Linked DNA regions of Mus musculus: regions 1, 2, 3 and 5 are each linked to region 4. The links are chromatin contacts, called in public promoter capture Hi-C maps. All regions are on one chromosome and are shown on one strand. The core of a region is the stretch at or near the end of the contact, and the rest is flanking DNA. Distances in the headings are between cores, read along the strand shown.

Region 1 (6,020 bases), core at 689-3,188, 1.2 Mb after region 4:
CCATAGCCCCTAACTATTAGCACTTTAACTTGACTTCAACTCCAAATTAATCAACTTTCTTCACTTAGCCTCTTCCTCTGTGTGTGTGTGTGCCCACGCGCATTTTGTGTCTACATGCATTTGACTTACACGTGTGTGCTTTTCAGTTTCGTTCAATGTTGGCACAACAATTTTTCATTAAGCACCTGCTATGTGGCTGATTCTCAGCTCAGTACTTGATGCTGGGCAGAACACACACTATTCCTATACCTGAGAGGCTTCCATGAACAATAAGCAAACCATAACAATAAGCAAACCATTACAATGACAGTAGCAACACTACTGTCCTAATAACACAGACTAAGTCAACTTTGGTACTTCCTCAATATTTACAACTAATCAATATCTCTGAATGTTCTTTCACTGTAATTTATAAATCTATCACAAGTCAGGTGTGCTGGCAAATTCCTGTAATGCTAGCACTTGGGAAGGCTGAATCAGAGGTTTTGCCAGAGGATACCCTGGGCTACATAGTACGACCTAAAGAAACAAAACCAACAACCAAACCCCATCATTTCTCTCCTTTCTACTGCCATCAGTTTTTTGTAAGCTTTTACTACTTTAATCAGTATTCTCTGAACTAGCCTGCTGTCCAATTGCTCTTCGTTACAAACCACTATGGCAAACATTGCTTCACACTACAAATGGGTGTGGGTCTTCAGCCTGCTGTGTAATTTGTTTGTTTGGGTTTGATTTTTGTTGTTTGTTTGTTTTTCAAGACAGGGTTTTTCTATGTAGCCCTGGCTGTCCTGGAACTCACTCTGTAGATCAGGCTGGCCTCAAACTCAGAGATCTGCCTGCCTCTGCCTGTGAAGGAATGAATGCACTGGGATTAAAGGTGTGTACGACCACCCTTTCTTTCCCATGGGGAACAATGGATGAAACCGAGAACCCTGCCTGGGCAATTGTCTAACCACTGAACTTTATTTCCAACCTACAGTGTAACTTCTGTTAGCTCTTTCCTCTGCTCATGCACCGGTCCTTCCCTGCTAGGCTTCCCATCTAGCAGCCCAACTGCCTGAATGTGCACGATGTTCCTGCTCCAGAGAAAGCATGTCTATTCTTCAAACTCTAGATCTCAGGAAACTCTTAGATCGCCCCAGCTGTTGTTTATTCTAAACTTTTCCGGAAGTCTAGAATTCACTTACCATCCAGCACCCTTTAGGGGTCATTATTTCATAGGGCATCTCCTGGAATGTAACTAGTGACAGAGGTATTTCAACTGTATTTCCATCTCCAGTGATGCCTGGCACAAGTGTGTCTTTTTCATTTGCACAGAGGCTGGCAATTTCCATTTATTCTCTGGCCAGGTCTCAAGCAACTGTTACTACTCTGGTTTTTCCTGTTGACCGCCCCATTTTGGATCTGTCTCAGAAGCTCAAAGAAAAAAAACCAAGGGACTCAGCAAGGAAGAAGTCACATTGAGGGCCACACTGTTGACGCAGTAAAGGCGCCGGCCACGGCAGGCACTGACCTGTTCTAGCAGATAGATGAGCTGGTCCCGAGCCAGCCTCTTGAGCATAGAGAAGTCGGGAAGCTCAGGGGCGTCCAGCCGATGGGGAAAAGCCATGGCAGCGGTCACCTGAGCCACCGTGTGAGAGCAGCAGAATTCTCCCTGTTCTGCAAAGGCCGGCGACAGCCCAAGGTGTTACTGCAGGCTGGTACCCCGCTTGCCTGGGCTCTGGATCCCAGGACCCCCAAGGGGCCCTCGCTCCTCTGCCGTACTCGACGGATGAATGACCGACCACCTCCCGGACGGACGGCCACAGGCTCAGGCGACTCTCCTTGGAGACCTATAGTCACTGGTCCCGCCCGAGTCCACTCAGCCTGTCAGCAGGATTCCCAACGACATCCGCACACTCGGCAGCGTGCCGGGGAACCCCGCCTCCTACCCAGAGAAAAGCCACTTCCTAGACATCCCGGAAGTCCGGGTCTCCCAGTTAGCGATTAGAGCACTAGAAGGGGACGGCGGCCGGGAAGGGACATTTGAAAACGGGAGTGAATCTTTTCACAGGTTTACTTTGTGTGAATGTGAGCGGTGTGTGTGTTTGAAACCTAGTCTGCAGAGCACAGTGTGTGTGTGTGTGTGTGTGTGTGTGAGAGAGAGAGAGAGAGAGAGAGAGAGAAACCTAGTCTACAGAGCGCTGATTGCTGGAGTCTCAGCTGTTAATTTAGTCTCCAACTATTCAGTCCTTAGCTTCCTGGTAATAGAAGGTAAGCGAGCAGTGTAAAGAGGAATGAATGTGTTAGACTATGAAAGTTAAGGCTTGCCAGCTGTAACCCTTGGCTATTGGAGTTCGATTTGTTAATGGCCATTATGGAAGAAATGAATAAGCTTGTGGCACAATCATGCTACAAAACAACTGTACAAATTAAAGAGGCAAAATACAGAAGTAGTCAGCTGGTAGTGGTGCACGCCTTTAATCCCAGCCATTGGGAGGCAGAGGAAGGTGAATCTCTAAGTTTGAGGCCAGCCTGTCCTACAGAGTGCGCTCCTGGACTACCAGGACCACACAGAGAAACCCTGTCTAGAAAAACCAAAACAAAAATCAAAAACAAGCAAAAACACAGAAACACATCTATATAGTGTTGTTTACATAGAATTTGTTTATGAAACAAGGTCACAATATGTAGGCCATGCTGTCTATTGCAGATAGGAGCTGACTGGGGAAATCAATAAATGAAATAATGGGAGAAAGGGTGAGGTATAATACTTTGTTGTTTAAAAAAGAAAGAAAACAAAGGCAGTCTGTCATCTTGGTGGGTGTCTGTAAACCCAACCCTTCGAAGCAGAGAGAGGGATCAGGAGTTCTCGGCTACTCTGGTCTCCACAGAAAGTTGAGGGAAGCTGGGGTACAGCTCAGTGAATGAAAGGGTGGAGACTAGAGTTTGGATCCCCAGCACCCACAAACATGCTAAGGGGGTGTGACATCAGCTCAGTAACTTCAGCACTCCAAAGTCAGAGGCTGGGGATCCCTCAGGCAAGCTGTCTAGCTAGACTAACCTAATCACCTGGCTCTGGGTTCATCAGAAAACCCTGACTCAAAAGGTTAGCTGGAGAGCTAGCAAGGACTCCACCCCAACCTCTGGCCAACCCCTTCCCTGCCTCCCCAACTCCCACTCCCTCAAAGCAGAAACTCACCTGGGACAAATGACCCAGCTTCTAAAAATAACTAGCAAAGAGGAAAAGATGTGAGAGGTGAGACTTAAGGTATAGGAAATATATTGAGGCCAGGTATAGTAAAAATTTTGGAATTTTGGTTTTTTTTTTTTAATGGAAATATAAGAACACGTTTTCGTTCTAATCCCAGGTGTGGGATATGAGGCTGCTTCAGATGGTTCGCATCAACCATGATTTGCCTTGTGCTCTGGCAAGGGCATGACTTTGCCAGCTGCAGATAGTTTGTGTGTGACATTTGGAATTCTGGTGTCTTTTCAGAGGGTATAAATGCTAGGGCCCCAAGAGGCATGATGGGTTGTTGGTTGCAATTTGTTTAGTCATGGGTGAAGAAATTAGATATCCTGGCTGAGAAGATCAAACTTGCTCCAAGGAACTCATCACCCCTAATCAGCAGGAAGTAGTCTAATGATAATGTTGCCCCTTTCTGAACCCTGATTTTATTCAGGGGTCTCTTTCTTCTCCTATCCTTTTTTTCTCTTATCTAGTGTTCAGGGGTGGAAAGGGTAGGAAAGGGGTGGAGAAGGGTGAAAAGAATCCAGAATAACCAAGAATGGCGACAGCCAGACCCAGCACTGGGTAGACAAGAGGCAGGATCTCTGTGACTTCAGGACCAGCCTGGTCTACATAGTTGCTGTACAGCTGGTGCTATATAGTGACCCTATCTCAAAAAAATTAATTATAATTTAAAAATTAGCTACAAAACGGAGAACAGCCTCAAGCCTCAAACTACTTATATTAAAAGGTCTTGCCTCTTAACACAATAGGATGAGGTTATGCTCGACTGTGAATCCCAAACAGCCTATGGGGATAGAGGGCAGGACTTTCTCATCATCAGTTTAAAAATATCATCTGGCACCAAAGCAGCATGTTAGCTATTTTTGCCTTTACCCTATGTTGGCATCCTTTCTGCAGAATGGTAAAAATAACACTTGATTCTTTCTTCTTACTTTCTTGAATTTGTTACCCTACTCTTCACAAAGGGTTAAAAGGAACATACCAACAAAATCCTGTTTAGAAAACAAACCAACGGGATAAGTCACTTAAAAACCAGGCTGGGTGATTCACTCTCTAGCACCATTACAATAAATAAGTTTGTTTGTTTTAAAGGCCTAAGCCCATAGTGCTTCATACTTTATGTTGACCTTGGCCTGACCTCACACCATCTTAACCTGCTTGGTGACCGCTGCACTGAGGAATAGAGGTGGTCCAGCCATGTGCTCTGTGCTGTGGTCCACCAACCCAAGTGGCTGACGTACCCAGTCTTCTGTGGCTGCTTTATTTCCAGCTAAAGTGAGACCGCATTACCTGTCTTCCTCCTGCGCTCCCAAGTGCAGTACCACCTCATTCAGTGTGATCGATGTTCACGTGAAACTAGAAGGCCTCAAAACAAGAACCCATGAAATCCTGTAACCACAGCCAGCGGAGACTGCAGCGGGGCAAAGGGCTGGAGAGATGGCTCAGTGGTTAAGTGCATTAACTGCTCTTGAAGAGGACTGAGGTCCAATTCCCAGCACCCACCTAACAGCTCACAACCATCTGTAACTTCACTTCCAGGGATCCATGGTACCAGGCATGCATGAGGTGCACATCTATGTTCATGAAGGCAAAATACCCAGAACACATAAATGAATCTTTAAAACAAAAACTAGGAAACCCCCACAAAACGTGAATTGTACTAGAGCCTACATTAGTCTCCCAGCCTAGCCATTTCTAAGACAAGGGACACAGCAGGAAAGGCCAGGCTAGAAGCTTATGTGCCTTGGCTGAGGTCTGGGTGGGTAAGATGGCAAACCTATAAGGTAGTGCTGCCACAGTACCTTCATTGTTAGGAAGTTCTTCAGTCTAAATGGAGATCTGGCAGTACTTAGGAACAGTGGGAAATGTACAGGTCTCTTCCCTTCATGGGGTCTTTTTTCAAAATGAAGGAAAGTGAAGGATGCTAGTAGTATTAATCTCATCAACTGCAGAAAATAAGGGTAGGGTCATAGACTGTGATGACCCAGCCTTAGTCTGGGTGGCTAGGGATGCCTCTAGGGAAATAACAGTGGAAGCCTGCAATCTCAGCACTTCCAAGGCTGAGGAAAAAGGACTGCTGTTTCAAGCCAACCTGGGCTAGTAAGGCCGCTATTTAAAAAACAAAAGATGCCAATCAATACTATAATTACTGTTATCAGCATTTCAGAAAGCTAGGCTTAGGAAACATGGTAATGTGAAAGTTAAGATGGCCATACTTTAAGTGCCAACATAACTTCAGAGAACCAATTTTAGCCACCAAGGTGTTCAAGTAAGTCAGGTTAAAAACTGTTAATGGATTCTTGCTGCTGATCTGTTTCATTTTCCACCAGAACATCATACCATATTGCTGGAATTGTAGTAAAGGTCTGGGTTCGAGCCCCAGAACTGCCTCTGACCAGCAGACATCTTAGGTCCGTTCCTGTGTACAGGGGCTGGGTTCCCATATACTCACAGCATCTTTAGGAAAAACCTGACATCAACTGGGATAGCAAATATAGTTTAACTTTAGCATGTAGTTTGCGAGACTGTGTTAGGAACTCTAAGCCTTTAACCATTAAAGTTTGAAGTTAATGGTTAGTGATTTGTTCCCACTCCCAAATCGTTGTCAGAACCCCACAACTCAGTCCAAGTTTTGGTTGCAATGGAAGTTAGTGGCATGGCTCAGCAGGTACAGGTTCTTTCTGCCAACCTGAGTTCTATTTCCAAGGCACACATGGTGGAAAGAGAAAATCAACTGCTACAAGATGTCTTATGACATCAGCAATGTGCATCCCTGCACACATAC
Region 2 (6,103 bases), core at 61-2,560, 1.6 Mb after region 4:
GCCCTCGCCTTCCACCCTGGCCTCTGTGTAAATCCGAGGGCCATCCTCTCTTCACCAAGCTGTGGTGACTGTTGCACAGCAAAGGTGGCAATTATGGCAGTGGCTATAACTTCCCGGGGCCTCATCTCTTCTCCTACAGGTGTAAATAAGGCTATTTCCATCTATCCCTTCATTGGATAACCTGGGACCTGATGAGTAGGAGACCCTGTACAAACGAGAGACCGTCCACTTTAGTTCCAAATGAAGCCATGAAAATGGCAGGGGTCCTAGGACCTACCTGATACACTTTAGTCAGCTCTGCAGGTTCAGTGGATTGTGTCCAGTGTCCAGTCTTGTTCCTAGGCTCTGGGGACATCTGCATGCCAGGACATGCTTGAGGTGGTGCCCAGGGAGAGGAGTCAGCGGCTCTTTCTAGGGACTGGTGTAAGGGTGACTGTATTTGGGGACAATAAGGAGGTGTCACCCAGGGATCCACGTTGGAGATCCTGTTCCCAAGGTTTTCAGGTGAGATCAGAGGTCCAGGACAAGCAGGCGGGCACCCCCAGGACACCCCACTACTCATGGCTGATCCCAGGCTAGGACCAAGCATCTGAGCCTGTGAGGGGCTGCCACCGTCGGGGCATTGAGGGCATCGGTGAGAGAACGCCGCGTCCGCACTCCGTCGGCGCCTGCGCCGCAGACTGTCCTCGCTGAGGCCCAGCAGGGCTGACAGGTGGCCGATGTAGCGGATGGCCAGGCGCAGCGTCTCGATCTTGGTCAGGCTCTGGCCTGCAGGTGCCACCGACGGCGGCAGGAAGCGGCGCAGTTCTTGCAGCGCGCGGGCGAGTGTGCGCATGCGCAGCTTCTCGCGCTCGCTGGCGCTCTGCCGCTGTCCGCCTGCGGGCGCTGGGCGCGTTCGTCGGGGCGCCGTCGCCTGGGTAGTGCGCGTGCTACGGGCCGGGCCGGCGGGCTGCGAGGGCCGACGGGTGGCGTAGCAAGGGCAGGAACCGGACGAATCTGAGGACGAGGCCGGAGACGTGGAGTCCGATTGCTGAGCCCAGCCCCAGCCCTGGGAGAAGACCCAGTGGTCGAGACCCTGGAGGCTCTGAGGAGGAGGCGACTGGGCCATGGCTGGTGTGACTCTGGGAAGCTGGACCGGTCACCTCCAGGTCCTAGCTTTTATCTGGACTAAAGGTGTGAGGTGGTCCCCTGCCAGGTTGCAGAGAGGTGTCAAAACCCACAGAGCCCAGGGAAGGTCTGGGCAGGGGGGCCCTGGGAAAGCGGGCCCATTTGCAGAGGTGTGGATTCTGACCCCTCGAAGGCTCTAATGGAGGCCCCTGCTGCCGGGAAGTGTGGGAGAGACAATTCGCATCTGGATGGAGTTGCTAAGCTTCTCACCGAGCCCCCACCTTCACTCCGCCCTGCTACTGCAGGGTGAATACACCCGAACCCACCACCACGGTAGATGGCTGCTGGGTACCTGGATGTCTATCCCGTGCCTCTGGTTCACTTACAGAGTGGCCACCCTTCATCATTAGCCTTTAATGGGCTATGCCTGTGCTGGTTCCGACCAGCACAGTGGGGCTTCCTCAGGTTCCCCCATTAGCCAATTTGCTGTATACACTTAGAAACTCTCACTGACCACAGTATCTGTACCCACTAAAAATGGAACCCAGCAGCCTGGAGGGTTCCAGGCTGGGAAGTGGAAATGGAAGGAGGTGGATGCCAAAGCCAACTTGAAGCTTTGTGTCACCTTGAAGCCACCTAATTTCTTTGAGCTCATCTCAGTAGGAATTGCTGCACAGAATGACTTCCAGCCCTCCCTGGATTAATCCTGAAATTGCTTGCTATGGGCTTTCATTGTGCCTACACTTTATAAAGAAGGGACTGATACAGGTGTGGTCCATATACCCGTAATTTAGCACTTGGGAGACTGAGGCAGGAGAATTGGAGGGAGGTGAGGTCAACCTGTACCCATCAAGAACTTGTTCCAGAAAAGAAAATCAATCAAACAAATAAACCCAGTACTGCCACCGGTGACCACTCATGGCTATAGTCCAAGCCCTTGGGAGGTAGAGGCCAGAGGATGAGGAGTTCAAGTCCATAGAAAGTTTGAGGCCAGCCTGGGCTACATGAAACCCTGTCTCAAAAAACTAAAACAAATCAAACCCAGGCACTAACATTTCAAAGTGTTTATGGGCACACATTTGCTTATTATATGCAGGGCCCTTAACCTGCCTGAGCTTGTCCTGATTAGCAAAACAGCTAAGTATGGCATCTGCTCCCAGAACTTCTGTGAGAAACAGCTGAGGTAATAAAAGCCAAGGACAGGCTCTCCTGAGCATCAACTGCAACTGAAACAAGGCACCCATACCCTGCATCATCTCCAGGACAGAAAGCTAAGGGTTAAATGAGCTTTTGGCGCAGTCAGGCCTTAGCCACCGAGGCTGAGCAGGTCCAGCTGGGTCTTGAACCAAGAGCATTGTTTCATTAGGGAGAGGGGACACAGAGAACATTTCCAGAAGGGAAAGGCCTGGAGGTGGGAGGGCCAGGCACGTCTGGAACCAGGCTGAGTTGGTTTTACTCTCAAGGCCACGGGGAGCCTCTTTGACTTTTGAGCAGAAGGGTAAAGTAATCTAAAATATCAGTCAAGGTGAGTGTGACAAGAATACTTTAGAGGACTGGAGAGATGGCTCAGTGGTTAAGAGCACTTGTTGCTCTTGCAAAGGACCTGGGTTCAAGTCCCAGCATCCACATGTTGGCTCACAACCATCAGTAACCTCAATTCTAGTGGATCCAACAGGCACATGTGGTGTACGTACATGCATGAGAGCATTTATTATTTATAAATAAATAAATAAATAAATAAAATTTTAAAAAGTTTTCAAGAAACCTCCCAGCACTAGGAAGTCAGAGGTAGGCAAATCTGTGAGCTCGAAGCCAGCCTGGTCTACAGAGCAAGTTTCAGGACAGCTTGGGCTACACAGAGAAACACTGTTTTCTAAAACAAACAAACAAACAAACAAACAAAAAAGTAGTTTTCAAGAATGGACTTCACTGGCACAGCCTGGAGTAAACAGTGCTTTGTAAATGTTATCACTTAAAAAATTAACTTAATTACATAACCAAATAAACATTTCACTGTGAGAGATGGAAACCTGACAGGTCTGTGACTAAAGGCCCTGTGACTCTTCAGAGTGACCGCCCTGGGTGGTTGCCCTTGGTCCAGCTCAGCCGCTGTAGCCATGTGAACTCATGAACTCAGGTCTCTTTGGGAAGTGCACCGTACTTACTAGGCTTTGGGTCAATCCCCGGGAACTCCTATGCCCCAGCTCAGCAGTGCCAAGGGCAGGAGAGCCCTTGGGCAGTGACGGGCCATGAGGGCTCTACTCTCAAAGAGGCAAGCTGTCACATGTGCTCACTCGGCCTTGGCATGTGCTGGCTTCTGCCATGGGTGAGTCTGGATGTCGGCATTGTGCTTTGGAGTGTCCCAGCCCCCAGAGCTGCAAGACATTAATTTCTTCTCTTTTTTGAGGCAAGGTCTCTCTGTTATGTTCTGGAATGTTCCAGGCGTCCTGGAACTTTCTGTGTAGACCTAAAGGTGTGTATCACCACGTTCAGCCTTTTCTTTCTTGTTTTTTCTTTTTCTTTTTGTGAACTAGACCTCTCACTCTGTGTTTGAATTGAATTTCCACATGAGTTCTATTTTCTCCATTTACATCTCTTGATTTAGCTCATTGCTTCATTTGCTGGGAGATTCCCTGCATTTTAATTCCCACCTCCTGGGGTTGAGAGGGAGCTCAAGGGTCGACCACTTGCCTAGCATGTGCCAGAACCTGGGTTTTATCCCCAGTGCTGAAAGCCAAACAACAAAACAAACTCCTCTTTTTCCTGTTATTTTTTTTTCTAAAAGCTAATTTATTTTTTAAAATGCCCCCCCCCCAACTAGACAGGGTCTCATTATGTAGATCAGGCTGGCCATGAACACTGGGATCTGCCCATCTCTGCCTCTGCCTCCCAAGTGGGATTAAAGGCCTGCGCCAACCACCACTCTTGGCAATTTTGCCCTTTTTGTAACAGCTGTCTCTGGTAGGAACTGATGTGGGCTCTGTGAGAACATATCCTATTAAGGACAACCCAGCCACCTCCAATATCTCTTAAAAGTCCCCACCATCTTCATGCATAGAGCCCAGGTTGGCTTTGAACTTGGGATTGATTCTGCCTCAGTCTCTCAAGTGCTGGCATTATAAGTAGATGCCAAACAGAATCCGTTTCGGTATCACCTCAACATTGCCATAGACAGAACCAAACTCTAACTCAGGAATGTGTGGTGACATACTCAAGCCATGTCGATAGGCCACAGCAGCCCTGAGAGGCTTGTTGACTGACCGTCCTTCCCAGAACAGCATGCTGGAAGCAGATTCTGTCTTCTCCTCAGAACTGTTATGGCCTCCTGGATGTGGTTCTCAGGTCTTCATGCTTGCAACCCATTTGCAGCCATCCCCCCAACATCCTTGTGCTGTATAGCTTGTGTTAACATGACACAAACTAAAGTCATTTGAGAAGGAGGACCCTCAAATAAGCAGATGCCTGCATAAGATTGGGCTGCTAACAAGCCTGCAGGGCACTTTATTAATTCGTAATTGATGTGGGAGGGCCCAGCCCATTGTGGGTGGGGCCAACCCTGGGCTTGATGGTCCTTTGTGCTATGAGAAGTAAGTTAAGCAAGCCACAGAGAGCAAGCCAGAAGGTAGCATCCCTCCATGGCCTCTTCAGCAGCTCCTGCCTCTAGATTCCTGCTGTACTTGAGATCCTGGTCTGACTTTCTTCCATGAGTGGAAATATAAGGAAATTAACTCTTTCCTCCCCGAATTACTTTTGTTGGTGGGGTTTCATCCCAGCAAAAGAAATCCTAATACCACCCAGACTTTTTTTTTTTTTTTTTAAGATGACAGGGTCTCAAGTCCACCTCGCTGGCCTTGAACTCCATCTGTAGCTGATGCTGACCGTGAATTACCAACTCTCCTACATTCACCTCCCAAGCATGTGAAACCATGCCCAGCTCTATCTAATTTTCTTAAGACAGGCTCTCACTCTTAGCTTAAGCTGGACACTAACTCATGAAAATGCTCCTGCCTCAGCTTTCCAAGAGCTAAGGTTACAAGTATTAGCCATCACGCTTTTCTCTTAGCTATTTGAAAATACACAATTAGCCATAGCCATAGCTGCCCTGCCATGATACAGAACATTGAATGTTATTCTACCTACCCAGCTGTGGCTCTACATGCGTATCTTGAGCTGCATCTGATATTTTAGTCCGATGTCCTGGGTTGGAGCTTACTGATAAAGCACTGGCCTACCATGGCTAAGGCCCCAGGTCTGTCCCCAGAATCACAAAAACAGTCACTTGAAATTTCAGATAAACATTCCTCTTGATCTAATTCATGCTTCTCAGAACAAAAATCCCACCTTTTATTATTTATTTGTGAGTGTTCTGCTAGTGTGTGGACAGCTAAACGAGCAGTTGTGGATTGCAATATGGAGACTGGATGGAGCTGGGCACGGTTTCACAGGCTTGGGAGGTGAATGTAGGAGAGTTGGTAATTCACGGTCAGCATCAGCTACAGATGGAGCTCACGGCCAGCCAGGTGGACTGGAGACCCTGTCATCTTCTGGCTTTGTAATCTCCAGAAAGTTCTGACTTTCCAACATTCTACTCCCCTTCCCTGGCCTGCACAGCCAGCCTAAGGAATTTCTTGCAAAAAGAGTTGGTGAGTGAAGGAAGTCTAACTCCAGCACAGAGCCCTGAACATGATTCATAGCACTGTGCCCTGTCTGGGGTAGTCTGGCCTGTTTCTTCTGTGGTGTGGGAACCCAGGTTCTAGGCTGACTGTAGGGTTTCAGGGTATATTTCTAAAACATGAAACCCTGGCTCTTCACTGGGTTCTTCAGTCAGGCCTTTAAATCATAGGGCACACTTCATGCTGGCTTTGTTTGCCCAAAGGGAGACTAAAGTCTGTCTTTCATCAGCCTCCATTTGGTACAAAGAGGCTGTGTGGATCAGTGGTTACTGTTTTGGGCTATATCATTGGTCCCTGCTACATCCCTTTTGAGCTAAGAAGAC
Region 3 (6,106 bases), core at 2,666-5,165, 1.2 Mb after region 4:
CAAAGTGAATTCCAGGACAGCCAGGGCTATACAAAGAAACCCTGTCTCGGGGAAAAAAAAAAAGAAAAAAATAATTAATTTTAGGGCTGGAGAGATGGCTCAGTGGTTAAGAGCACTGACTGTTCTTCCAGAGGTCCTATGTTCAATTCCCAGCAACCACATGGTGGCTCACAACCATCTGCAATGGGGTCTGATGCGCTCTTCTGGTGTGCTTGAAGAGAGCAATGGTGTAGTCATATACATTAAATAAATAAATAAATAAATAAAGGGAAAAAAAGAAAGAATTAAATTCAGAATTGGGTGTGTTGGCACACACCTTTAATGCCAAGCATTCTAGAGGCAGAGGCAGTCTGATCTCTGTAAATTCAAAGCCACAGAGCCAATTCAAGGACAGCCAAGGAGGGACACAGGGACACAGAGACTCACAGACACACCTGTCTAGAAACAAACCCAGTGCATACTCCTCTTCCAGAGGGTTGGAGTTCAGTTCGCAGCACCTATATCATCACAACCATCTGTAACTGCCATGGAATGGAGGACCTCTGACCTCTGTTGGTGACTGAACCACACATTAACATACATGTAATTACAAGTGAAATCCTTGACTGTTTAGTGAGTTGGAGGCCAGCCTAGGCAACCTGGAACCCTTTCTTAATAAAACGCAAAATTCAGGTACCGAGTTTTGAGTGCCCATCCTTTCACTTCTCTTGGATAAATCCCAGCAGTGGGACTGTAGGGCTGTATGGTAACAGACAGTACACCAGTGTTGCTCCATCATCTTTATTCCACAAGCAGTATATGGCGTTGTGTTCCTCACCAATTTGTTCTTTCGTTTCCCTCCACAGTCCCCCTCTGTGTAGCCCTGGCTGCTCTGGAATTTGCCCTGAAGATCAGGTGGTCTGGATCTCCGAGATCCACCTGCCTCTGCCTCTGCCTCCTCCTCCCAGGTGCTGGGATTTAAAGGTGCCTGCCACAGGTGCCTGGACCACCAATGCCTGGCTGTTTTCTGTCATTGTGGCCATCCTGGTGGCTATGAAGTAGTATCTGTGATTCTGACTTACATTTCGATGACTAATGCTGAACAATCAGCCATTTATAGATTTCATTTGGAGAGATGTGGGCTCAAATTCTTTTCCCATTGCACACTCCCCCCCCCCCAAACAGCATCTGAAAGTGAGGAGCACAGGGAATCAGAGCCAGTCCTTTCACTCGGCTGCTTTATTTTTGAGACAGGAGCTCACCAATGTGGCTCTGGCTGGCGTGGAACTCAGAGAGCCACTTGTACAGGGGTTAGAGGTATGTGCCACTATGCCCTGTCCTTCCCATTTAATGAATAACTGTGAATGAGGGACAAATGAAGAGGATGGAGCTGGAGAGGAGATGGCTCAGACGTTAAGAGCACTGGCTGCTCTCCCAGAGGACTTGAGTTTAATTCTTTTTCTCATAAAGGAAAACAATTTTTTTTTTGTTTTTTGGTTTTTTTGTTTTTCGAGACAGGGTTTCTCTGTGTAGCCCTGGCTATCCTGGAACTCACTTTGTAGACCAGGCTGGCCTCAAACTCAGAAATACGACTGCCTCTGCCTTCCGAGTGCTAGGATTAAAGGCGTGCGCTACCACGCCCAGGTAAAGGAAAATAATTAATTGAGCTGGCTTAGTGCTTCCCCCATCCCAGCCCTCCAAAAAGGAACCACATATAGTGGTGTACTCCTTTAATCCCCACACTCAGAAGTACTCAGAAGGCAGGGGCAGCTGCATCTCTGGGGTTGAGGCCAGCCTGGCCTACACAGGGAGTTCCAGGGCAGCCAGAGCTGTGTACAGACCCTGTTTTAAAAGCACCCTACCCTAATAAATAAAATAAAGAAATCTTTTTAAAATACAACATTGAGACATAAATTCAAGGATCTCAAATCCGACTGAAACCAAGACAAGGGATTGGTGTGGCCTTCCTGCAATCTCAACAAGTGTGTCTCAGAAGTTTTTTAAAAAGCAGAAAATAGCCAGGCATGGTGGCGTATGCCTTTAATCCCAGCACTTGGGAGGCAGAGGCAGGTGGATTTCTGTTTGAGGCCAGCCTGGTCTACAAAATGAGTTCCAAGACAGCCAGGGCTACACAGAGAAACCCTGTCTCGAAAAACAAAACAAAAAACAAAACAAAAGCAGAAAATACTTGGACAAGCCATACTGGAAGACTTTATTTTCTTGGGGGAGGGGCGTGGTCTCTTATAAGCTGCTCTGGCCTTGAACCTCCCACCTCTACCTCCCAAGACAGTGGGGGGGATAGATGTGCCCCTCACCCAGCTGTCTGGCTTTCCTATTTTGAAATAGGATCTCTTTATATTGCAGATGTCTGGAACTCCCTGTCTTGAACTCCTGAGATCTGTAGATTACAGGTGAGGGTAATCATATCCAAATATACTCTGAATACAAATTTCTATTCAGTGTAAGTTAGGATTTTACTAGTCTTCATAATGCACCATTAACCCCAGAAGGGCTTAATGAATAACGTCATTCAGATGGGAATATCTGAAATCCTTAGCCTTGTACTCAATTTCTTTTCACAATACTACTTGTCAGTTGTTTTCATTCTATTCCCAGACTCTTGAGGCCAAGTATCTGGGGGTAAAAAAAATGATCAAAATCTATAATCACAAAACCAAGATTCTTAGAAATTACAAAGCCTTGTCACCCAACTCGTTGCAGAAAATTATTTTATAAATTCGAAAACGGCATTCAGCCTTTTACTCAAAGAGTCAGTTCTGATTGGATTTCCAATCGGGCACTCCCAAGCAGTGCCCGGGAATTTTCTTTTTAATAGAGGATTCTTTTTATTTATTTTCATAGGTGCGTCGGTGTTTTTCCTAGATGTATGTCTGTATGTGAGGGTGTCAAAAATCACCTGGAACTGGAGTTAAAGACAGTTGTGAGCTGCCTTGTGAGTGCTGGGAAATTGAACCCACCTCCTCTGGGAGAGCAATCAGTGCTTTTAGCCGCTAAACCATCTCTCTAACCCCGCCTGGGAATCTTAAAACGACCGGAAAAGAATTCGAATTTGTTAACTTGCAAGGAAATAAAGCCTTTCTTTCTTTCTTTCTTTTTTTTTTTTTTTTTTTTTTTTTTTTTTTTTTTTTTGTGACAGGGTTTCTCTGTGTAACCCTGGCTGTCCTGGAACTCACTCTGTAGCCCTGGCTATCCTCGAACTCAGAAATCCGCCTGCCTCCGCCTCCCAAGTGGTGGGATTAAAGGCGTGTGCCACCACTGGCCGGCTCAAGCCGTCTTCCTAACTCAAGTAAAAACGCGGAACTGTAAGACACGAAGAAAAAACGATACATTTAAAACTTTAAGGTTAAAAAAACTTCAGGGCTTTTTGTACTGTCTCACTCCGTAGCCCAGGTTAGTCTTAAACTACATCTCCTAGGCTAAACTCGAATCGATTTTGTTCTAGCCTCCCGAGCAATGCGATTACAGACTATACTCAAGAGATGAGAAGCCCACACCATTACATGCTCAGCGTTTACACAGAGAAGAGGCCGAGTAGCCGCGACTTGCGGCGGCACCTGAGCTCGGCCGCCAGCTACGCCAGGCCTGAGACAAACCCACCCCGGCCTCGAGGAAGCGTGTCAACCCCGCGCTGTCCCCGCTGCTCGCCCCGCTAGTGGCCTCGGGCACAGATGCCCTCCGGAGCCGGCTTCGAGCGCCCCAGCCACAGACATCGGTGCCTGAAGACCGGCGAACCCAGCTTGTCGAACCTGGTACCAGACCCGCACCTCAGTAATGGGTCCCGCCCCTAAGAGACCCGCACCTTCTCCTCATGGTGGACGCTCCAAGCTGTCCAGAATCGAGACCCTCCACTTGCCACGCGCGGGACGGAGAACGGTAACCAGCCGCAGCAGACTTCACCCGGAGTCCGTCTCCACTCTCGAGCCGTTGGACCCCGCGGAATTCAAACCGAGCCAGAGGCGGTGCCAAATGACAATTGGTTACCGCGTCCGCCACTCACGGAGCCCCGCCCTCGTCCCGCCCCTCCTGCGAAGGGCTGCTGCCTAGGCCTGGGATACAGAGACCGCCTAGGGCGTGGGAAGCGCTTGCACGGGGAGCGTGCGGGCCTCAATATGCGCATGCGTGCACCTATGCCCGCCTCAAGGGTGGGGTGTAGGGGTGTGGCCGATGATGTCACCGGTACCCACTGAGTTGCTGCCGTTGGGTTTCAAATTTTTGTGCTTCCTGAGAAGTATTGGGTAGACTGCCAGAACAGCTCGACTTCTTGCTACTCTCCAATGTCCCAAGAGGAGCAGGGACTAGCAGGAAAGCTTAGAAGGAAAAAAAAACCAGGCTCTTGGTCCTGGTACCTTAGTGGACAAGTTTATCGCATTTAATCATTAGAACACACCTGTTAATAATGATCATCACTATCCTGAAGAAAAAGATTTGAGTAGCTTTTCCAGAACGTAGGCGGCAGAGACAGGACAGGGAAATAGTTTGGGCTACAGGAAAAAACTGACTTGCCCAATTTAGCTGTGAGCAAATGGTGATTTGGGCTTTGTTTTTCTTGCACATTATAAGATTTAGGTAAATCAGGAAAACTCCACAATTTGAACATGACATCAAAGTATTTGTGTAGCCGGGCGTGGTGGCGCACGCCTTTAATACCAGCACTTGGGAGGCAGAGGCAGGCGGATTTCTGAGTTCGAGGCCAGCCTGGTCCGCAAAGTGAGTTCCAGGACAGCCAGGGCTACACAGAGAAACCCTGTCTCGAAAAACCAAAACAAACAAACAAACAAACAAAAAACAAAAACAAAAAACAACCAAAGTATTTGTGTGTCCTTTTCTTCCCACTGACCCATAGCATCTGTATCCCATTTTCAATGATTTACTATTACCTAATACACTGCTATGGGAGTATCTCCTTTGCTACTCAGACTAAAATTTGTAATAAAGCTGAGATGAATTTCTTTTTTGCTACCTCCTCCAAAATGATTTGTAGAAGTGTAATTATTGAATTCTCCTTTGCGAAGAGGTACTTATTAACCTATCTTCTGCACCAAACTTTACCTGGAGTATCCTTGTTACCCACAGCACTGGTGATTAGCAATGCGCTTTTAAACCACTAGCTTCCATCTATAGGCCCAAAATAAAACAAAATCTAGTTTATACTGAATTATAACTAAAATTGTCTGCTTTTCTGTATTGGTCAACTGTACCATCTATAAGAGTCTCATTATTTGCTTCTCTTTTTTATGATAAATACATTTATTAAATTTGTGTGTGTATATGGGGTGGTCATGTGTGGAGAATAGAGGGCAACTTAAAAGATTCAGTTTTCTCCTCCCACTGCATGGGTCTAGGAAGTAGAATCCAAAGCTGTGATTCTCAAAATGTGGGTCTTGAGCCCTTTGGGGGGGGGGGGGTGTCAAATAGCCCTATCACAGGAGTAGAATAGCAGACATCCTACATAACAGATATTTGATTCATAACAGTAGTAAAATTACAACTATAAAGATATTTGTTTATTTGCCTGTTTATTTGTTGAGTGCTAGGGTTATCACACCCTAGCAAGCCAAGCGCTATCACACCCTGACACACCTGTTTTTTCTGAGACAAGGTGTCATTCTGTACACCAGGATGGCATGAAACTCATTGCATAGCCCAAGCTGGTCTTGAACTTGTCAGTCATCTTCCTGCCTCAGCCTCCCATGTGCTGGGATTATAGAAAGTCATTGAGTTTGTCATCAGAAAGATTTTTTTCTTACTTTTAGAAAACAAAACATAATATTTTATTTACTAGGCACAGTAATAGAAACCTGTAATTACAACATGTGAGAGGCAGGAGGATCATGATAACTTCGAGTCCAGCCTGGTTTACATAAGTCTAGGCTAGCCAGTGATCATGTCTCAAAAAAGGAACAAGTAAACCTGTCTGTTTAAGTTAGAGCAGTAACACATTTATCTTCTGGAAGTGTACTGGAGCACAGAACCTTAGGATGGGAAGGCGTGTGTGCACCACTGTGGGCCACTGCAGCCTTCCTCCTCCTATACACGGGAGGTTAGTGACTCCCTCCAGGGAAAACGGAGTAGGCCCAGGATCGTTGAACTATTTTAATCTTATCCC
Region 4 (6,346 bases), core at 2,942-5,441:
GCCTGATGCCTTCCCTGGTGAGGAGCAACAGGCATTCAACCATCATCTGTTCTTAAAAAAAAAAAAAAAAAAGGGATGAAATAAGTTTAGGAGCAATTGTCAATTGAAATGAAGTAACTATTTCCTGCAGGCCTTCTCAGAACCTTTACTATCCCAAGGGGGCTTGTGACCATCCCTCCCCCATAAGTGGGACAGAGCATGCACTGTTATTCAAGGTTGGTATTTATTATCTTGGGATACTTTTCTCACTGAGCATTATGTCTGAGTGGGTTGTGGAGAATAGCCTCCAGGTCTAGGTAGTTGAAATATAGTGCCACAGCTTTTGATCCTGTGACCAAGGCTCTAGCTTCTTTGTCTCTGTAACCCTGTCTCTTAAGTGCCTATCTGTTCAGAAGTATGCCAGAGTGAAATAGGTGTGGCCCTCCTGTTAGGGGAAGAGAACAAAAGCAGTCCCAGGGGCCAGCGCCGCATCTGGCTCTGGGGATTCGCCAGGCACTGTGGCACCAGACAGCAGCTGGAGCTGCTGACTTCAGGAGAGCTTGGGGGCCCTGGATTCTCCCCCCTCAGGAGTTCTGTTTTTATCACTGTTTTGTCTGAGATTGATCCACCAATTGAGAGCCACTTGAATGCTGGACTCAGACTCATTTTTACCTCTGAATCAGCTTTGATAGAGAATAGGGGCAAATTTCTAAGAACTATCAACACAGAAAGATTGGGAAATAGCTTTGGCTTGCTACATGGGCTTGAATCCCCAGCACCCACACAGAAACCCAACCCCAGGATCCCAGGGACTCATTGGTTAGCCAGACTAGCCAAAAAGTGACCTCCAGTTTCACTAAGACACAATTTTAAAAGGGGAAGTGGTGGTAGAGCCATGGAAGAAGACATCCAGTGTCAATTTCATGCCTCTGCATGAACACACATGCTCATGTGCACATAAATACACACAGCACACATACACAGTTATTTATTGATCTTGGGAAATTTTGCTCACAGAACATATTTTATTGACTGCATTGTGGAGAATAGAAGTTCTTAGATATCCAAACTATCTTAGATCTTTGAAGACCTTGATATTATTTCCAGCTTTAAATATTTTTCATAAAGCTTTAAACTATAGTGTGATCAAATTTATCATTTTCATTTTTTATTATTGTTTATAATTTGAAGAATTTGTCTATGGGCTGAGGCAATAAAAATGTCTCCTTCTAGGCCACATAGCATAGACTTATAACCCTATGAGTTTTACCTTAGGAGGTAAATGCAAGAGAGTCTCAGTTCAAGACTATCCTGGGCTACATGGTGAGACCCTGCCTCAAAAAACCAAAACAACAAATTAAAATATTTTTGGTTGTGAGTCTAGACTTTAACAAATTAAAAAAGATGTTCTCCTATATTCTTCTTTAAAATTCCAAAAACAACTTTTCACATTTATATATTTAACCTATTTCAATTTTACATTTATATATGATAAAAGTGAGGCTGATCCTCTGGACTTTAAAAAATTCATTACTCTGTGTGTGTATGTGCATGCACTTGCACATATAGACATGTATACCACACACATACACCCGGTAGGAGGATCAAGGACTCAGTCAGTTCAAAAAATGGGTGGGGTGAGGCAGGGCAAGATGGTTCACCAGGTAAAGACATTTGCTACCAAGCTTGATGACCTGAGCTCAAGCCCCATGACCCACAGAGTAGAAGGAGAGAGCTGCGAGTGTCTTCTGACCTCCACTTGTATCCATATCACACAAATAAATAATAGATGTAAAATATGAAAGGAAGCTGGAGATGCCAAAGGTTTTACTCTCATCAGACTATGAAAACAGAAAACGACAGGTCTGAGTTCTCCATTTGCCCCTGTTGGCAAGGGGTCCTTGAGGAAGTCACTTAATTGCCTTCTTTTGTAGTATACTGGGGGTTGACCCTGGAGTCTTGTATGTACTAGACAAGCACACCTATTGATTATATTCCCAACTCTACTCTTGAGTCTGGGGGTGTGGTGAGGGAATGTAGGGTAGGGGCACACAGGCTTACTAAGTTGTCCTCACAGGCTGGCTTTAAATTTGCAATCCTCCCTCCTGCCTCAGTCTCCCAAACAGCTGAAGCCAAGCATGTTCCTTCTTTGAACAGCAGCCTCTTTACCTATGAGTTAACAAGCAAAGCATTTAGAAGTGTGAGAAGTACACGCTTGAATGCCCAGAAAATACTCCACTCCTCCTGCCTTTGGCTAGGTTTAGGGACGGTGATTTAGCAGCAGAAATCTGTGTTCAAAGTTACTTTCTTATAGGCTGGGAGCTTGAAACTTTATATTTTTTCAGGTATCCATTCCCATAGGCCCTCAGGTGCCATTTCAAGTCTTAGATTCTTATCTTGTTTAACTTTGGGTCAGGGAGGACTGGATGTGAAGGATCACAAATTGGCAGCTACTAAGGTACATGGCGACCTTAAGATGAGATATTTTAGAGGTTTCTGATGCCTATCGGCTAACCTATTCCTTCCATTTAATTAATTAGTTAATTAATTAATTTATTTCCTTGAGGTAGACTTCCTTCAGACTGTAGTTCCTAACTGCCTTCGGATGCAAGGCACCCCTCCTTCTGCCTCATCTGTGATAGTATTGCAGTTATGGGCCTAAGCCACCATGGATGTCTTAGTCATAGATGCCATCGGTCTTTCCAGATATGCCTTGGGTCTTCAGAGCATCTCATACACCCTCACTTACAGTTCCCATGTTGTAGGCATCTAAGTGTGGCACCTCTCAGAATAGGAAGAGAAGAGAAGCAAGAAATACTAGGTTTGATTTATCAGGCCTATGCTGCCAAGATGGGGGTTGGGCTGCTCCTAAGGGGATGGGTTCTCCATACTGTAACCACCCTTTCTGCTTAGGACTTCAGTAACCCTTGGGAACGACCACAGAATGGAGACTAGCCAGCTGTCATTCAGCTCCCTCTGCACTTTAACTCCAGCATCTGTCCTCTTCCCCACCTTCTCCAAACACACTAGGCTAGGACCGTAGGCTTCCTTTCTTAATACCCTGGGCAGAAGCTTATACGTTCCTGCCTCACAAACCTGCCAGCAAGTTGGTAACAGCTTCTTCACCTGTCAGGAGGAACCTTGAGTATAATACGCGCTGAATAAAAAGTATAACATATAAAACACTTAGAAATGTTCAATAAGCTCTGTTCTCTTTCTTAACCAACCTAGTGGCTTATTTCCCACCTCCAACTCTCCAGCAACACCTTAAAAGAGACCTGGCAACTTCCAAGCTTGTTCACCTTTCCTCTAGTTTCCAGCTAGCTGCAGAATAAAAGCCCTTCAGAAACTGGGCTCGGGCTTCCCTCCTGTGGCACCAACACGCATTAGCTGGTCTTAGTCAGATTGAGCCTCTCAGTGCATTCCTCCCTCTCCGCCTTCCCTGGTCTGCAGCCCGGAATGCCATCTCCGCCTCTGCGCTCGCTTGGGCTTCCGGTCTGGTCCAGCCCTAGCTGGCCCATGACGCCTCTCGGAACAACAGCTTCGCTCACCCTGATCTCTTGCCCCGAATTTTGTCAGTAAAGCGTCCTGTCATTCTGGAGGGAGCGTCGGGAGCGGTTTCCCTGGGGAACTGCAATCCGAAGAGGATCACTGCTGTTTTCGGAACTTTCCCGAATCCCCTGACGCCTGCGCTCCGGGTTCCAGCTCGCTCCAGATGCAGTGGCAGTCGGTCTGAAGTGAGGGCGTGTCTGCTGCAGGTGGGGATGGGTGGAGGGGCTGGGTTCGGTGCCACCGGGGCTTCCACCCGAGAGGTCACTAGCAAAGGAGAGGCGTGGTTATACGTTTTTTTGGGGGGGGGGCGCACGTCACCGGCGCAGCGGGGCATCCCAGGGTCTTGTAAATCTGTAGGGAAACTGAGGCCCGCGGGAGAGTGAAATGGTCAGGGTCACCGGGCGAGGGACTTGCTCAGGCCTGAGCCCCCTCGGGCTCCGGGGAGGCAGTGGTGGTCTGTCTTGGCTCGAGCCTCAGAACTAACCCCCACCCCCCGTTCGGACCCCCAGGCCCAGGGTGGGCGGCGGAGCGCGGGTCTGGACGGCAGGAAGGAGCGCAGGGGGCGGGGGCGGGGACGAGGCCGGGCGGGGCCGACACAGGTGCTCCTCGTCAGGCCAGCGCCGCGGAGCTTTATAAGCCGCCGGGGTGCGGAGTCGTGCGCTGCTCGCTGCAAAAATAGTGCCCACGTGTGTGCGCGTCCCGCGCCGCACAGACCCGCCGGCCCGCGCGCCCGCCCGCCCGCCAGTCCCTTAGGGCCACGCCGGACCCCATGGCTTTCTCTCTGGTAAGAGCCGCCGGGGCGGGGCGGGGCCGGGCCGGGCGGGGCTGCTGTCCCCGCCGGCCGCCTCGGCTAACGGTCCGCGCGCAGTCTCGCCACTTCACAGGGCCCCCTCACCGCCGCCCGGGTTAGCGTCCCGGGCGGGGCGCCGGTCACATGCCCGCGGTCGTGGGCCTCGTGGAGCGGTGTGGGGCGCGCGGGGAGGGGCAGGGAGCTTCCTCGTGACTCAGGCCTTTGGGCTTAAAGGCGCCGCGGCCCTTCGGGGGCGACCGCCGGGGCCTCGGAGCTGCACTTGCACAACTCTCGGTGGCCTCGAACATACGTCCAGACAGGAGCCGGCCGCGCGGACGGGCGCCCGGACGCCAACACTTCCTTTTTCCGCAGCCGTCGCACGGGAGAGCTCGAGCGGCCGGCCGGCTGGCCGGCGGTGCCCGCGGCTCCCGTCTCTCTCTTTCCTTCTCTCTCTCTCCCCGAGAGTCGCCTTGGCGTCCCGCAGGAGGCAGGGGCTGGCGGCTCGCTGCGGGCGGCGCAGCAGCGAGCCGCGGAGACCCCCTCAGGCTGGGGCGGCGCAGGGGGAGACGCGCCACGACGGCGCTGACATGGCTCCTTTAAAGCCGAGGTCTCGGGCCCCTCGTGCGGGCCGCGCTCTTTCCAAGCCCGGGGAAGTCACGTGGCTTCACACGTTCGATTGCTCCCGGAGCCCTAGCCCCGAGGGTGGACCGGGCCAGGTGAGGTCGCACGTGCGTGTGACCGGGCTTCGAGGGCTGTCCCCGGGAGCCTCGCGGGGCTGGGGGGCGCGGGCCCGGAGGGGAGGAGGAGTTGAGCAGCCCGCGAGGGGGCGCAGGCGGGAAGCCAGCTAGTCCTCGGCGGCGTCCGCTTGCCTCACTCGGGCGGCCTGGCGGGACGCACTCATGTGGCCTCGAGGGTGTCGCTCAGCGTTTCTCAGCCAGCAAGGCCAGGTGTCCAAATTCGGGGGTGTCGGGTTGCAGATGGGCTCGCGTGGCCTCCAGCCCTGACCTCTGGTTTGGGGGAGCGGAGGCTGGACGCTGGGCGGGTAGGGCTGACAAGGCTGCTTCACTGGGGGCCTAGACGCAACGGGGTGTGTGTGGGGGGAGGCCCATGCCTAGGCAGGGGGACCCATGTCAGCAAAGAGCGTCCTCGGTGGGCAGCGCAGGCCACCCGTGTGGGTTGCTGTGCGGTTCCAGCCTCTCACGGTCACGAGCCTCATTTCCAGGGGGCTCTGCAAGGCCACGGTTCCTGCAAAGTGGCCCGCAACACCAGAAAGCACGGAGCACCTGGGCTCCAGGGTCCTATGCAGCCTCGTTCTGTGCAGCCTCGCAGGCGTTAGTTAGCACCGTGCTCTGTAGTGGCACTTTGTGCCTTGCAGGCTGACTCTGCCCTGCCCTCAGATAGAATTAAGCCTGTGGAAATGTCGGAAGCACCGGAGACCTGGAATAGCCTGGGGCTGCCAGCCTCAGGCCGCCCCATCCCCCACCGCGGCCTCCAGGCCCGACTCTGATGAACGCATTTCTCTGGCAACTGCTTCCTTTGGTCTCCCTGGCTACCGGGCTGCCTCCCCACTCTCTTCTGGCACCTGGGTAAACTGCTGGGCTGCGTCATTTGCTGGGGCCAGTGGGTCGAGTTTAGTGTTCTGGAAAGGCACGCGTGTACCAGCTTTCTCCAGGCCACCTCTTAGGTGATTCGGGCCACGTGTACCAGTGGAGACTTTGATGAGGCGAGTTTCCACTTTCGCATGCTCTTTTTGAGTGTAAGGACACAAGATCTTCTTTTCTTCTTTTCTTTTCTTTTCTTTTTTTTTTTAAACAACAGAAAAATACAACAGGCAAAACAAGACAAGAAGTTCAAGATTGTTTTCCCTGTATGTAGAAAGGAATGGACCGCCGACTTTGAACGTACACTGGGGCTGTAGCCTGTTAGGAGCCCCTAAGGACAGTAGTGTTCAAGAGTCACCACTTACCGTTTACCCTTTCTTGTAAGATCTTGCCTGGAACTCACGGGGCATTTTCTGTAGCGTTT
Region 5 (5,631 bases), core at 1,020-3,519, 1.1 Mb after region 4:
GGATAGACCACCTTGAGGGTAGACTGATTTTTTTTCTGTGTCTGACACAGCTGTCTGCATATGCACAGAAAACGGAAGCTCTGTTAAGCATTTGTTTTGTTTTGTTGAGATAGTTTTGCTGCAGAGCCCTAACTGGCCTGAAACTAATTATGTAGACTAAACTGGCTTTAAACGTGCAGATAAGAGGGAACATGGTGGCCTATACTTTTAATCCCAGTGCAGAGGCAGGCAGATCTCTAAGTAGAGTACAAGGCCTGCCTAGACTATAGAGAGAGTGCTAGGCTGGTCAGGGCTATGCAGAAAGACCCTGTCTCAAGACAAAACATAAAAGCAAAACACCACCACCAGTATCTAGGAAGAGTAGACCATCCTCTGCCTAAATATGCATCTGAAAACTGTTCTTAGCTGGATCCACAAGAAGCTGGATTGCAGGGGGATAGCACTATTGAAATCAGCTATGACAGAGTACTTGCTATTGCTGTATGGTGAGGCTGGACCACAAGTGTACTATGATTCTCTCCCAGGCCAGAGGAGGCCAGCAGACTGGAGAAAGACCCACCCCTCATCCCCATTTTGTAAAAGACTACACCTTACTGCCTTTTTATATCCCCCTTTTTTAAAAAAATTAAGTTTTTATTTATTTATATGAATACACTTTAGCTGTCTTCATGCACACTAGAAAAGGGTCTTGGATTCCATTACAGATGGTTGTGAGCCACCGTGTGGTTGCTGGAAATTGAACTGGGGACCTCTGGAAGAACAGCCAGTGCTCTAACCACTGAGCCACCTGTCCAGCTCCCCCACCCCTTTTTCCTGTTTCCGTAGCATGTAGGCTCTCTTCCTTCTTGGAGGCCACTGTAGTTACAAACTGCTTGATTCCTTCTCTCTCTCTCTCTCTCTCTCTCTCTCTCTCTCTCTCTCTCTCTCTCTCTCTCTCTGTGTGTGTGTGTGGTGTGTGTGTGTTTGCAGTCACTGTGGCACATATGTAGGAGATCAGAGGAGTCTTTCCTTCCACCACGTGGACTCTGAAGATCACACTCAGGTCATCAGGCTTGGTGGCATCTTTACCCACTGAGCCACCTCACTGGCTTCTGGGTTGCTATTATTTTTATTTTGAGACAGGGTCTCACCATGCTGCCCAGGCTGGCCTGGGACTCACCAAGATCTGCCTTATCTCTGTTTCTTGACTGCTGAGGACCTGGGTTCTGGGATGTTTTTATAAGGACAGGATAATCTGCTTTCTAAGGGCTCTGCCTTCATGAGCTAATCTTAATCTTATCAAAGCCCCACCTCCCGATATGGTCAAATCTGGGGACAGAACTTCAAGATGTGAACCTGGGGTTAGGGGTAGTCTACAACAGAGAGTAATATTTGTTTTGCTACGTAGTCCAGGCTAGTGTCCGTTTGCTGGGATCCTCTAGCCTCAACTTCCCAAGAGCTGGACTTTTAGTGGGCCAGCTCAGTTTCAGGCAGTAATTTTAGCAATCTTTTTTTCTTTTGAAACAGGATTGCAAATGTGTAGTCCAAGATAGCTTCGAATTTGTGTCAATCTGAGACAGGAGGATTTATAGGTGTGTGCCACTACGATCTAGCAAGCAATCTCCCCCCCCCCCCCCCCCAAGTAGCTATGGCTGTCCCGGAACTCAAAATGTAAAACAGACTGGCCTCGAATTCAGAGATCTCCCTGCCTCTGCCTTCCAGGTGCTGGGACTAAGCACGGGCTCCTACATCCATCCAAATATTAATCTTAAAAGGAAGAAAAGTGTGGAATTTGTGGAGATGTTCATTGCAGTATGGTATCTTACGCTGTAAATTGGAAACATGGATGCTCAATAAACCTTTAACCGGATGATATGCATTTCGCCCTTAGTGTCAGGAAACCCAGAGCCACCCGGAACTCACAAAACCTAGAGGGAGGCACTATTCCTTTGACTAAGAAACATCACTATTGAGCCAGGCAGGGAGGCCACGAAGCACCGCACGGTTTTGCCCTTTCTGCTCCTGCCTAAATCTTACTCTTGGAAGACCAAGAGAAAAAACAAAAACAAAAACAAAAAAAACAAAAACACAACAAGAAACAGTGGCGCGACCTTGCTGGGGTTCCGCCACTCCCGCCCTGCCGGGTCAACGGCTGCGCACAGCCGCCCCGCAGCCATAGCGGACCCCGGCACCGACCCAGCGGGAGGCGACCGAGTCGGGTGCCAGGGGGCGCTGCGGAACCCGGCGGGGGGCGAGGCAGCGGCGGGACCCGGCACTAGGGGACGCTGCGCGCGGTCCCCCGCGCCCCTCCTCCTGCCGGGCGCACCGCTCGGCCCCGTGGAGGCGGGAGCGCGGGAGCACAGGCGCGGGGCGAGCGCAGGGAGCGCGCAGCGGCCCTGGCCCCCGCGGGAGCGCGGCTGCGGGGCCGAGCAGGGGCGGTGGGTGGCCAGGCGTCCCTCTTAGCCTGCGCAACTGCCCGCGCGCGGGCCGCGGTCCCCCGGGATGCGAGCAGTGGCGGCTCGGCCGGCCGGGTCCCGAGCGGCGCGGAGGCCGGCCGCGTACGGTAACGGGCCAGGCGGGGCGTGGGCGAGGACTCCAGCCTGCAGGCCGCGAGCGTTGCGGCCCCCGGGTGCCGGTTGAGCCCCGAGGGCCGGAGGGGGGCTGGGCGGGCCGGAGGAGGGGGGTTACATCTCGGCAGGTAATTGCCCCACGGTGACCCAGCTCCTGCTCCCTAGCTCCGCCCTCTTTGGCCCGGACCCAATCTCCAGGGACTAAAAATATTGCCCGGAGGCTCCTGAGCGGAATCAGATCGCATTAAGTAGGACGCAGGCTGAGGTGACTGAGCTTTTCAGCACCAGGGCCCGAAGAGCAGACTCCAGAGAGCGGTCCCGCCCACGCGCGTTCAGCAGCTAGCGTCCTCCCTCCTCCGGCAGGCAAGTGGGGACTCGCGGGCGGTGGCGGCAGGCACTGTGGGTCGTCTCGAGTTGCCCCGTTTCGGAGCCGCTGTGCCTGGCTTCCGCTACCCTGGGGACTTTATCAGTCTCGCCGCTAGCTTCCTAAGAGTCCCTTTAAAGCACTCTGGAAGCCAGGACTGGAAGTTTTGCACAGCAGGAATCAGTACTGATGGGGACAATCCTAGAACTGGGTTGCGTTAGAAACATGGGCATTTCTTTTTCTCTTAAAAGAAATCCATTCTGTATTCTCTGAGATAGGATCTGGGCCAGGCACTGTTTCTGCTGAGTTCCAGTCAGCCCCAGGAGGTCACAGGGGAGGCAGGGTGTGAGTGTGTGTGTGTGGGGGGGTTGTCTGTCTCTCCAGCTGGTGATTGTACCCCTAAATCAAACAAAATAAAACCTCTTGTATTTATGTATACATCTGAAGGGAGGAAACACGTGGCTTGGGAGAGCCTTCTCAGAGTCCTGAGCAAGCTGTTTGCAATCAGTGGTTGTGTAATGAAGTGTGGGTCAGAGTTGGGGCTCTGTTATCCCTGTTTGTTTGTTTGTAATGTGTTACATTTATTTATGTGCATGTACGTCACAGAAAACATGCGGCAATCAGAGGACAATTTGTGGTAGTTGGTTTTCACCTTCCACCATATGAATCAAATGAATCGCTTTGGTTGTCAGGCTTGCCTGCAAGTGCCTCTTTACCTACTGCACCCCCACACTCCACATCCTGGTTTCTATAGCTTGGGCTGAGGGGAATCAGAACTCCTCTCCTACAGGACCAGCCCCAAATATATGTGCTACTTGTGTGTTGGGAGTCATAACCAAGATTTGGTACTTGAAAGCTTACTTGCTTTTTTACCCAGAGTCAAGCAAGTAGGTTGGTTCTCCTTGGGAGTCCACAGAGCGTTTGTTAGGAACACCAACAGAAGGGTTTTGCATGCCAGAACTACAGGTGGTGTCTCTCCTGCCAGGAACGTGCCTCCTGGGTCAGTATGAAGCTGAAAAAGCAGGTGACGGTGTGTGGGGCTGCTATCTTCTGTGTGGCCGTCTTTTCTCTGTACCTTATGCTGGACCGAGTGCAGCATGATCCTGCCAGACACCAGAATGGTGGGAACTTCCCCAGGGTGAGTCACACCTTGTTCTCTTCTTCAAATGCAAGTCACCTGGGCTCAGGAGAGTCTTGTCAGCACAGGACAAGAGCACCCCCCCACCCCCATTGTCTTAGAGATTGGACCTAGAGCCTCCTCATGGGCATGCGTGCATATAACACTAACGATCTACAACTGAGTTATGTAGCTGTAGCCCAGGGACATTCCTAGGCAGATTTGTCTTTCTTGTGGAGATGGATGCCCAAGGACTGGCGCATGCTAAACACATGCTCTACCACGGAGCTATGCTCCTGGCTGTAACAGGAAGTGAAAAGCAGCAATGCTGAAGGAGGAGGGAGAGGAGGAGGAGGAGAAGGAGGAAGAGGAGGAGGAGAAGGGGGAGGAGGGGAACAAGAAATTTGCCTTGTGTAATAATAGCCTGACTTAAGTTTCTGGCAGACACTGCTGATTGACCACCGTATTGCTTTTCCATTAAGCTGAACGCAGTCCTCCTCAGCACCGTGCTTGAGACAGGAGGAACATGTAGGTCGCTGAGCACGGGCATGTGAGAGGAAATGTTTGCCTTCCGTGGTCTGAGTGATGATGCCTTTCTGTTCTTGTTTTTTTTTTTTTTTTTTTTTTTTTTTGCAGAGCCAAATCTCTGTGCTACAGAACCGGATAGAACAGCTGGAACAACTGCTGGAGGAAAACCATGACATCATAAGCCGTATCAAGGACTCTGTACTGGAACTGACAGCCAATGCGGAGGGCCCGCCAGCCCTGCTGCCCTACCATACCGCCAACGGTTCCTGGGCTGTGCTCCCGGAGCCCCGGCCCAGCTTCTTCTCCGTCTCCCCCCAGGACTGCCAGTTTGCTTTGGGGGGACGGGGTCAGAAGCCAGAACTACAGGTAAGAGTTGGAGCTGGCAGGGACCCTCTCCCACTCAGACAGGCACTGAGCTGCATTCCTCCCCGGCAGATGTTAACCGTGTCTGAGGATTTGCCGTTTGACAATGTGGAGGGTGGCGTGTGGAGGCAAGGCTTTGACATCTCCTACAGCCCAAATGACTGGGACACTGAAGACCTGCAAGTGTTTGTGGTGCCTCACTCCCACAACGATCCAGGTGAAGGGCCAGTAGGCCCGGCTGCCGCAGGGTGTGGGGCGGGCTTTCAGATGGCAGGCATGAGGAGGGTGTGACTGAAGTATGTGGCATATTGAGGGGACCTTGTGTTGGCTCCCCCAGGCTGGATCAAGACTTTTGACAAGTACTACACGGAACAGACCCAGCACATCCTCAACAGCATGGTGTCCAAGCTGCAGGAAGACCCCCGGCGGCGCTTTCTCTGGGCAGAAGTCTCCTTCTTCGCCAAGTGGTGGGACAACATCAGTGCCCAAAAGAGGGCAGCAGTTCGAAGGTCAGTGGTGGTTGGGAAGGTGTGGGAAGGTCGATCATTATCTAGGACTCAGATGGGTAGGTTGGGCTTGTCTCATTGTGTGGCTGCCAAGCTGGCAGGGAGATTGAGCTGTGGCAGGAGTGGGGAACTGAAGGTCTGTTAGTGTGCAGAGAAATCGGAATGCTTGGGGCATGAGGGAGAAGCGTGGGACCTCTGCCTCTG

The links. Promoter capture Hi-C pulls out the DNA fragments that hold promoters and counts their contacts.
Region 1: a contact with region 4 is called in a promoter capture Hi-C map of liver, with 4 times the contacts expected there. The contact joins the promoter of Vps33b here to the promoter of Cpeb1 in region 4. A contact is called at or near these places in 2 of 39 promoter capture datasets (both in liver) and 1 of 115 datasets of contacts at active chromatin or transcription factors (pancreatic cancer cells).
Region 2: a promoter capture Hi-C map of pre-B cells shows a contact between it and region 4, with 2.7 times the contacts expected there. The contact joins the promoter of Mesp2 here to the promoter of Cpeb1 in region 4.
Region 3: a contact with region 4 is called in a promoter capture Hi-C map of liver, with 2.3 times the contacts expected there. The contact joins the promoter of Prc1 here to the promoter of Cpeb1 in region 4. A contact is called at or near these places in 2 of 39 promoter capture datasets (both in liver).
Region 5: a contact with region 4 is called in a promoter capture Hi-C map of liver, with 2.2 times the contacts expected there. The contact joins the promoter of Man2a2 here to the promoter of Cpeb1 in region 4. A contact is called at or near these places in 2 of 39 promoter capture datasets (hippocampal neurons and liver).

What each region holds. Positions count from the first base shown.
Region 1 is chr7:80,265,573-80,271,592 of GRCm38.p6, reverse strand. Vps33b (vacuolar protein sorting 33B) reads right to left here and starts at 1,938. Exons shown (of 23, transcript NM_178070.4): 1 at 1,514-1,938. The coding sequence starts at 1,609.
Region 2 is chr7:79,805,934-79,812,036 of GRCm38.p6, reverse strand. It overlaps Mesp2 (mesoderm posterior 2), which reads right to left and starts at 1,310. Exons shown (of 2, transcript NM_008589.2): 1 at 278-1,310. The coding sequence starts at 1,108.
Region 3 is chr7:80,292,285-80,298,390 of GRCm38.p6, reverse strand. Prc1 (protein regulator of cytokinesis 1) reads right to left here and starts at 3,915. Exons shown (of 15, transcript NM_001374624.1): 1 at 3,800-3,915. The coding sequence starts at 3,810. It also overlaps a transcript of Rccd1 not described here.
Region 4 is chr7:81,452,603-81,458,948 of GRCm38.p6, reverse strand. Cpeb1 (cytoplasmic polyadenylation element binding protein 1) reads left to right here and starts at 4,191. Exons shown (of 12, transcript NM_007755.5): 1 at 4,191-4,315. The coding sequence starts at 4,301.
Region 5 is chr7:80,368,013-80,373,643 of GRCm38.p6, reverse strand. Man2a2 (mannosidase 2, alpha 2) reads left to right here and starts at 2,269. Exons shown (of 24, transcript NM_172903.4): 1 at 2,269-2,542; 2 at 2,715-2,912; 3 at 3,899-4,051; 4 at 4,667-4,924; 5 at 4,994-5,138; 6 at 5,259-5,430. The coding sequence starts at 3,920.